2 separate regions of the Ovis aries genome follow, and region 2 is linked to region 1. The links are chromatin contacts, called in public Hi-C maps. All regions are on one chromosome and are shown on one strand. The core of a region is the stretch at or near the end of the contact, and the rest is flanking DNA. Distances in the headings are between cores, read along the strand shown. Region 1 holds the start of HSPH1 (heat shock protein family H (Hsp110) member 1). Region 2 has its middle 8.1 kb from the start of TRNAW-CCA.

Region 1 (4,263 bases), core at 249-2,748:
TACCCCAATTAGAGACGTTGGCACAGCTAAAGAAAAGACTGTAGATTTATAAAAAGGTTGATGCATGAGATGCTTAGGGAATGTCTTCCCACTGGTACTGACACTGTCTCTGTTTGGGTACTTTCTCATTTCCATTCACTTTTCTAAATGTTCATCTGCATTCAAATATTGATAGAAGCCCAGTCATTTCACCTCTGGGCTCAATGCTTCATTCCATAAACATTATATTCAAAAATTAAGACCCTCTCCAAAAAAAGTTGCTTTTTAAAACGTTACCCTTTGCCCACCCCATGCCACTGCAGAATATACTGTTTAATCCATTGACAACATCCAATTCTAGGGTGCAAGTGTGCAATTTTTATTTTCTCTCCTTATTTAAGCTGTGCAAAATTAAAAAAAAAAAAACTAGAACACAATTCCTCTATAATGGCTTTCATAAAACGAGCAAAAAGGTCTTTTACATCTTTCACGAATGATCCAAGCGTGAGTAAGAAGATACACTCATCTATCTTAGCAGTGAGTCTGTGGTCGCTAACAACAATCCACTGGCTCACAGCACAAGCAGCAGCATACAGGCTCTGGAAGCTTCCAGCTCATTTCGAGATTCACAATGCGGAAGAAAAGGCTCGGCAGCCCCAGCTCTGCGGTGAGCAAAGACAGGCTAGGAAAGAGGGGGACGAGCTGGGGGCGGCTCAGCCAGCTCCGAGAAGCCGGGTGGGGAAACGGGGGCGGCCGCGGAAGGAGCTGGCAGAGACTTCTCGCCAAGAAAAGGGAGCCAAGTCTCCGGCTTGGCCCCCGACGGGCTCCCAGGAGGAAGCCCGCCCGACATGACCACCCCGGGGAGACTAGATTCTCGGGCTTCCTTTGGCCTCCGCGAATCCCAGAGACACCCCCTCTCCGATATGCGGCTGCAGGCGCCCTCCCCTACCCAGCGGCCAGGCAGCCCGCATCCCGATCCCCATGGAGGGGGGCACCTCTCCCAACACCGCGCTCCGTTCGCCGCCGGCGTTCCGCGGCCAGCCGCAAGCCTGGGTTCCCCAGGATCCCTAGCCCCCGCCGGCTGTCCCCCGCCACCAGGCTCCCACTTACGGGGTGCACCGGTCGCTGAACTCGTTGGCGATGGTCTCGATGCCCCCTGCCCGGGCCACCGCGATATAGCAGCTCTGCGAGCCCACGTCCAGCCCCACCACCGACATGGCCGGCTCTTGGTCCACCTCCGCCTCGGCTCGGTATGAGTCTGGGTCTGCGTCCTTCTAGCCGCGCTTCCTGCCCCGGTCGCGCTCGGCTCCCGTGGGGTCCGCTCCTGTCACGCGGACGGACGGACACACGGACAGTCTGCCGGTCTGGCGCCTCCGGCTTCCCGGGGACAGTGGTGGTTCGCAGAGCAGTAGCCACGGGAGAAGGCGGCGCTCGGTGTCCGCGAGTGGCTCCGCAGCGCGGGCTGCCGGCCCGGATCTTCCGCCGCTTGCTCACCGGCGCGCCGCTGAACTACCGACCCAGAAGGGGAGGTCCCAGAGCCTCAGCCTTATGTATCGCACTGATCGGAACTTTCCAGAATCTGCGGCATTTACTCACCGGCGCCTCCACCGGCCCCTCCACGTGCTACTTCCGCTTCCTTCTTCTCGAGCCTTCTCGAAAGATTCTACCCAATGAGTGGCTGGTCCCCCTGGGGAAGGCCGCCGTTGCCATGGCAGCCAGAAAGCCACTCCTGCGCTATTGGCTCAAGCTGGCCAGGCTGACCCGCCTACGCCCCCGCCCGCCCTCGCCGGCTCTTTGCCGTCCTAATAAAATGGGCAACGAAGAATGACTCGAAAAAGTCGTAATCTTCGTAATGTACTAGTGGGCGATGGTGTCTGACCCTTAGATTGGGAGAAGAGGCTCAGGTGCCGGAGACACACCCCCCGCCCCACTTCTGCGGAGACCCGAGACCCCCGTACGCTGGGGAGGCTGGCCCGCTGTCACAGAGCATGTCGGGAACCGTAGTCCAGCTGGGAGTCAGTGTCTCCTTGCATGGTGGGATGTGTAGTCCTGGCTGCGGTGCGTGCTGGGAGCCGGCTTTGTCTTGGGAGGCTCTCGGGAGAGGCCGTGTTTCTCTGCTGCTCTTGCGCGCTTTCTCCAGTTACAGCGTTGTTTTGTTTGCGTGCTTGTTCGGTATCCGCTTCTATTATTGTCTTGATTACTCCACAGCTGGTGAATTATGAATTAGAAGAAGGAATTTCCGTTTCAACTTCTAGTAACAATCCTAGAATTTGTGTTAAATGCTCTTGTATTCATCAGCGGCAGGATATTCTTTTGTGGAATAAATGTTAGCGTTTTCGTTTTACTTTTTGTAAGCGAATTTTAGGTGTGGCGTAATTTGGAAAGCTATCTGTGGTACCACTTTCTGCTTAATTTTGCTCCATCTGACTTGAACAGACATTATTCTGCCCTGCCACTCCCAAGCCAAAATGATAAGTTTTGCTTTTCACTTGGTCTGAAACAGCTTTTGTTTCTTTCCCTGCAAAGCTATATCCCTATTACTTATTTTTTATTAGAAGGTGAGCATTAAAAATGGGGGGGGGGGGCCGGCGTGGCAGTTTGCTGCTATTATCGAATCTTTTATACCCTTCAGTGTCTTTATAAGTTTGCTCTTTGCCGACTCTTAGATACATAGATATATGAAATAGGTAGAAATTTAGACCTAAAGTTAGAAAAATTAAGAGTAAGGCAGTCTAGGGCAGGGGGGAGGATATATGTAATCTTACACCTATTCACCTTCTTGTTTGGCAGAAACCAATGCAACGTTGTAAAGCAATTATCCTCTAATTAAAAAAAAAAAAAGCATTAACAGTCTGTCTGTCCTCTAGAGACAAGACTAGAAGGCCAGGTTTACCTTACAAATAAAGTCAAGTGTACCCGTTGGCTCAAACAAGCTAGATAATGTTACATGCTTCAGTTAACTCACCTTGAAGGTTGGAAGAGTTTAGTAAAGGTGACTGTATTCATAAATTTGAAAGTATAGTTAGCTATATTTATTTTTTGTTATTTTTTTGTTTTGCCTCCCCTTCCGCCCGCTTTTTTTTTTTTTTTTTTCTGCATAGCAAAACCTTGTATTGAAATCCATGGGGCCTTTCTTGGCTGTCCAATAGTTAAAAGACTTCCCTCTTCCACTGCAGGGGGCGCGGGTTCTATCCCTGATCAGAGAACTAAGATCCCTCTTGCCATATGTCCTGGCCCCCCCCAAAAAAATTTTTTTCCCTGGAATCATAGCACTTTTGAACAGAAATAGAACTTTGAGATTTTTTTTTTTTTTTTTGGTCTGCTTCCCACATTTATATGAGGAAACTGTTGTGCAGAAAGGAGAAAGGAACAGTTCTAGGTCTCTGGAGCCAGAAGAATTTGGATCAGGTTCAAATCCTGGGGCAATACTGATATGTTTTATAATACAGCTTATAAGACCACTAGGCCTCCTGAAAGTAGATTTTATGGGCATGAATCCTGGCCATATATATTTCTCAATAATTTGCCAGCTCTGTGACTTTGAGATAATTACTAAGCCTTCCTGTTCCCCGCTCCACAGGGTATGTGTAATGATTGAAAGGACGTGTAAAGCACTAAACATAGGTCATTATTGCTTGATTTTAATATTTTACTATTTAATATTCTTCATATTCTCCCTTGGGCTTCAGTTTCAATATGGGTAAAGTGGACATATACCTATCGTTTTGGGAGTTTGGAAGGGTTAGATATGAATAAAGCATCTAGTTTGGTAGTAGATACTCAGTTGTTGTTGCTTAGTCCCTACCTCTTATCTAACAATTTTGTAGCCTGCCAGGCTCCTCTGTCCATGGGGTTTCCCAGGTAAGAATATTGGAGTGGGCTGTCTTTTCCTTCTCCAGAGGATCTTCCCAATCCTTTTCTTCTGCATTGGCGGATGGATTCTTTACCATTGAGCCACCAGGGAAGCTCAGATATTCAGAAAGTTGTTGTAGTAGTAATGCTCCTGCTGCTAAGTCGCTTCAGTTGTGTCCGACTCTGTGCAACCCCATAGACGGCGCCCCCTTCCCTGGGATTCTCCAGGCAAGAACACTGGGGTGGGTTGCCATTTCCTTCTCCCATGTGTGAAAGTGAAAAGTGAAAGTCAAGTCGTTCAGTCGTCTCCTACTGGTAGCAACCCCATAGACTGCAGCCTACCAGGCTCATGCGTCCATGGGATTTCCTAGGCAAGAGTACTCTAGTGGCTTGCCGTTGCCTTCTCCATGTAGTAGTAATACTATTCAAGAA
Region 2 (4,714 bases), core at 23-2,522, 110 kb before region 1:
ATCCCAACCTTAGGAGCACAAGGAGCTGAGAGGGCCTAGTAACCAGCAGCAAACAGGGGAGGAGGGGTGTCCAGGAGGAAAGAGCCGCTTAGTAGCCACCCATCCAGGGAGCTCAGGGAAGGCAAGAGACCGTGACAGTTCCATTCGCTGTGTTAGGAAGGGAGCCTGTAGTGAGAAAAAGGTCCGCAGAGGAACAGGGAAGCAAGCCAGATTGCAGGACTCTGAGGAGGGAACATGGAGGAAGACAGGGACACAGGAACTAGGAGGAGAGACATGGAGAGAGGGCAAGAGGACACCATGATTTCCTGAAACACAGTGAGTTTCTAAATCATACTGTAACTGCAGGGGAAAGTGACAGAACCCAGCGGCAGTAATGCAATTCTCATTAATAGATTCTGTGCTAGGAAAATCTTACAGAAGACACATGACACAGAATTTTTGGTGTATGTCACACTAAGGTTAAAAAAGAGAAAGAACAGGACACTGGGATTCTTTTTGTATCCAGACTGAGAAAGAAAATGATGTTAGCTACTGTGAACTGCACAGACTGTGATCTAAGACCATAGCCTGATCAGACACTGATCTACCTAAGCTCAGAGGCCACGTGAAATGCAATAAGTCCAGAGCTGATGCCTTTCGGGATTTCTCTTACCCTGGGCATGCCATTCAAGCTCCTCCTGCCTCAGTCTTCTCATCTGTAAAATGGCAGTAATAAAATCGCCTACCCTAGAGGATCATGTTGAATATTTAATGGATAAGGCATGCAAAGCAGCTAGGTAGAGAAGTGTGTGTGTCCACGCATGCTCAGTCATGTCTGACTCTTTGCTACCCCATGGACTGTAGCCCACAGGCTCCTCTGTCCATGGGATTCTCCAGGTAAGAATACTGGAGTGGGTTGCCATTTCCTACCCCAGGGTATCTTCCCGACCCAGGGATCAAACCCGAGTCTCCTGAGTCTCCTACACTGGCAGGCGGGTTCTTTACCACTGAGCCACCTAGCTGGAGCAGTGCCTGGTGCTTGTTCAAGGAGATATTTAGTCGTGGAACACCGGAACGCTATCAACAGACTACCAGTGTTGATTTCGTAGGAAAGACAGCAAGTTCTGCTGTTCTGCGTGCCCGGGTGGTGTTCCAGTGTTTTCCTCTGTGTCAGTTGCTGCAGCCGGTGCAGGTCGCTATGACAACCCCCCCACCCCACCCCCAACAGTGACCAAGGTCCTCCAAGCGCACTGTCAGGCGCAATAGGGAGGGAGCTCCCTGTGACCCCAGTCTGAGCATTTGCACAGGGGAGTCTTGTCCAAGCTCATGCCTCACTCAGGGTTACACAGCTCCACTTGCTGGATATGAAAGCCCATCTGTTTGGGGAGAAATAGAGATGCCTGAACACTATCCACTCCCTCTTAAGTGGAAAAAGATCACTTGTTTCTGCTGAGAGAACCACAAGCTTTTAGTGTGTGGGAAATAAATGGAATGTGTTGGCTTTTTACTTCTGAAGGGAATTTATTTTTCTTCTCTTTTTTAAGCTGTGTTGCAGGGATGTGTGAGCATTCTGCTTTTGGCTTCTGTCGGTGAACTATTAAGGTAAATATTGATGTTTAAGTCTAATTTCTAAATGAAGGGGAATAACACTTTTTTTTGAAGCAAGGACATAATCTCTTTATGTAACTGTTGCCATGGGGTAAGAGAATAAACCCAGAAAAATGCTCTTAAGATAGCTTAGGGTTTGGCTTTGCTTTTTCTTCTTTCTAATTTTCTCTTTCCCACCCCCTACTGTACTCATTGTCTACTCTTCTCTGACGCTCCCCTCTCGTGGATACCACAAGGGACCTCCGAAGTGGGGACATTTATTCATTCGTTAAGAAATGTTTCCTGAGGATATATCAGATCATTCTGCTGGGTTCAGAGGGCAGAGCAGTGAAACCCAAACTAGTCATGGAAAAAAGTCAGGATGGACATTTTAACTAAATATAAAATCTTCAGAGAGGATAGCGCCTGCCACCCGGCAGGAGCTCAAGATCTGGCTTCAAGAGAGGAGAGTGGGGTGGTGAGACACACCATCCCAAGCTCTGTGCCCCCGGCGGCTTGGCCACTGCCAGACCCCACGGCTGCCTCAGTGTCTTCATCCATAACCCAGGTGGCACTGCCTGTACCCTCCTCTCAGAAGGGGTTCTGAGGTTTGAATGAGGTCATTCAGGAATATCCAGAAGGAGAGCGAGGAAAGTTAGTCACCAGGCTGATCTGACTGAGGTCCCGCCTTAGGCTTCTCACAAGGAGGAGGCCACACCCCAGGTTCATCTCAGGGGGAAGGTCAGACCACACCCTTAATCACTCAAGGAAGACGTCACTCTAGATCAACTGTGCTACCACTGCTGGTGGCTGAGGACCTTGAGAAAGTACCTCCGTTCAGCCTGTCACAGTGACCCTGGGGACAGAGGGGCTTGGAGGTGAGAATAGTCCCGGTGGAACATTTAGAGGCCGTCACACTCTCAGGTGTGGTGAATCCAGACGGAGAGCAGGCACGCAGAGATCTGCAGAGGTCCCCAGACACCAGCAGGCCCTCCACCAACACTGTCCCACAGACAGACACTCTAGAGGACCCCTGACACATCCCCACAGCTCCCCCGAAACCTTCAGAGACACCTTCATGTTCACGCCATAGATGGTCTATAGATATCAGCAGTCTCACTCACATTTTGCCACACGTTTCCCGCTGTCACCACACAGAGGCTTCGTAGACACCCACACATGTTCCACAAACACTCCAAAATATACCCCCAAACCCATGTCAACAGCCCTCCACAGATTTCCCACACAGTCTCTAATTTCATCCCACAATCTCCCAAGTAGACACTCAGGAATTCCCTAGAAAGCCCCCTGCCCTCTACACTCGACAGGCCCAGCACAGTCACCTCCAATACCTCTCAGAGGCCAGACCACTCATGGCAGCCTGCCCAGACCCCCTGCTCATGGGCAGCCACACATCCAGCCGTGAAGCGCACGCACACACAGCCTTGTCCACACACACACAAGCACAGCCTAGACACACAAGCATGCCCACCCTCTCCCTGCACAGGCACACTCTCAGGCTCACCTCACAGAAACACTCCCCCAGACCCAAGAACGCGGAAGCTCACAGGCCCTGCAAACACAAAGACACAGAACCTCAGCTTCGTGTCTTCCGTTTGTCATTTCAAGCGGTCCTCCAGTTGTCATCTTAAAAAATCAGTAACAGTCCTTTAAAAGTTAACAACTGAGAATATGGTGTGACCCTCTCTGGTGCTGGGGAAGGGGACAGAAATCCCCTGAAATGAGGTCAAATGGTGCCCATGAGAAAGCCAGCGAGGGGACACTTCCTGCTGTGCCCTTCAAGAGTGGCCAGCACCGCCCCCGGGCCCAGGTGTGACTTCTGGGACCTGCTGGTCCCTCTGTCCCCCAGGAGCCTCGTTCAGGAGACAGTCTGTCCTGACCCCTTTCTCACGGGAGACGTCGTCCTGCTCCCAGAGACGGCTTTCCTCCCACACAGCCCTTTAGCTGGTCTCTGCACAATACAAAAGCAGAAGAAAAAAGAGGTGATGCTCTAAAAAAATCCTCGAATTCTCTCAGAAAAATAGGCGCTTCCACAGAGGAGTAGATTGTGGTGGCTGCTAGCAGGAGGAGGGGAGAGACAAGGGGATCAAAAAGAAAACCAAGAGGACGGATAAAGAGATTAGGATGCAAGAAATAGCTCAGGCCAGCTGGTGGCCATCTGGGGGGCTGTGGGGAAAGGGAAGAACAAAGTTGCTGAGTTTCCAGCAAGTGGGTGCAGTTTATCGTGAGAGGAGGTTACTGCTTTGGGGAACAGGAAAGAAGCCAAAGCCATTTAAAAACAGTCGAGTGGTTTCCCTAAGGACTGGATTGCAGGTCTAAAGTAAACTAGTTAAGGACATCATCATTTAGAGAAAAGTCGGGAGACGTCTGAGGTATGGTGCTACAGAGACCTTGTCTCTGGTTGTCAATGTGAAAATGGACAGTGGAAAATGGGAAAGAAACTTAGATGTACCTCAGATTAGACTTTTTTTTTAAAACCTCAAATAAGATCCTAAGGATGGTCAATGACCGTAGGATAAGCCACAAATTATTGTAATCAATTATTTTGCTTTTAGTAAAAATTTTAGGTAAGTTGAATGTATTTTCTTAGAGGCTGTATATTGATGGGGCTTCCCAGATGGTAAAGAATTCGCCTGCCAATGTAGGAGACACAGGTTCCATCTCTGGGTCAGTAAGGTCCCCTAGAGAAGGAACTGGCAACCCACTCCAGTATTCTTGCCTGGGGAATCCCATGGTCAGAGGAGCCTGGCAGGCTACAGTCCATGGGGTTGCAAATACATGGGAAAGAAATAAATTATAAAATCAATATGTACTGGGCAATATAAAAAGACCGGTCCCACAGAGAACTGAAGGTGACCTCACTGTGTCTTTTTCATCCACCAAAAATTAGCATGTCTTCCCCTTCCTCCAGATCCAATGTTGGTACCACCTAACTCCCACATCCAAATAATTGGTCACCAAGTCCTGACAACTTTGCTCCCTTAATAACTCTAACGGGGACCCTGCTTTCTCTCCCCATGGTCACTGACCCATTCAAATTGTCATTGTCATCACAGCAAACCCCTAACTGGCCTCCCGAGCCCTAATATCACACCCCTGTACATCAACCTCCATATTTTCATCAGGT

What was found. A called contact is a pair of places that touch in the nucleus more often than the background predicts.
Region 2: a Hi-C map of hypothalamus shows a contact between it and region 1, with 2.4 times the contacts expected there. The contact joins the enhancer-like site here to the promoter of HSPH1 in region 1. A contact is called at or near these places in 2 of 16 Hi-C or Micro-C datasets (hypothalamus and skin fibroblasts).

Annotation. Positions count from the first base shown.
Region 1 is chr10:30,084,139-30,088,401 of ARS-UI_Ramb_v3.0, reverse strand. It overlaps HSPH1 (heat shock protein family H (Hsp110) member 1), which reads right to left and starts at 1,498. Exons shown (of 17, transcript XM_015098142.4): 1 at 1,090-1,498. The coding sequence starts at 1,196. It overlaps LOC132657253 (a long non-coding RNA gene), which reads left to right and starts at 534. Exons shown (of 2, transcript XR_009595124.1): 1 at 534-646.
Region 2 is chr10:30,192,434-30,197,147 of ARS-UI_Ramb_v3.0, reverse strand. No RefSeq gene overlaps it. Among named protein-coding and RNA genes, the nearest start is that of TRNAW-CCA, 8.1 kb to the right of the region's middle. Within about 2 kb of position 1,272, at least 13 of the 54 cell types and tissues checked have an H3K27ac peak or open chromatin away from gene starts, as enhancers often do. A contact at or near this core is called in hypothalamus, where this site is marked.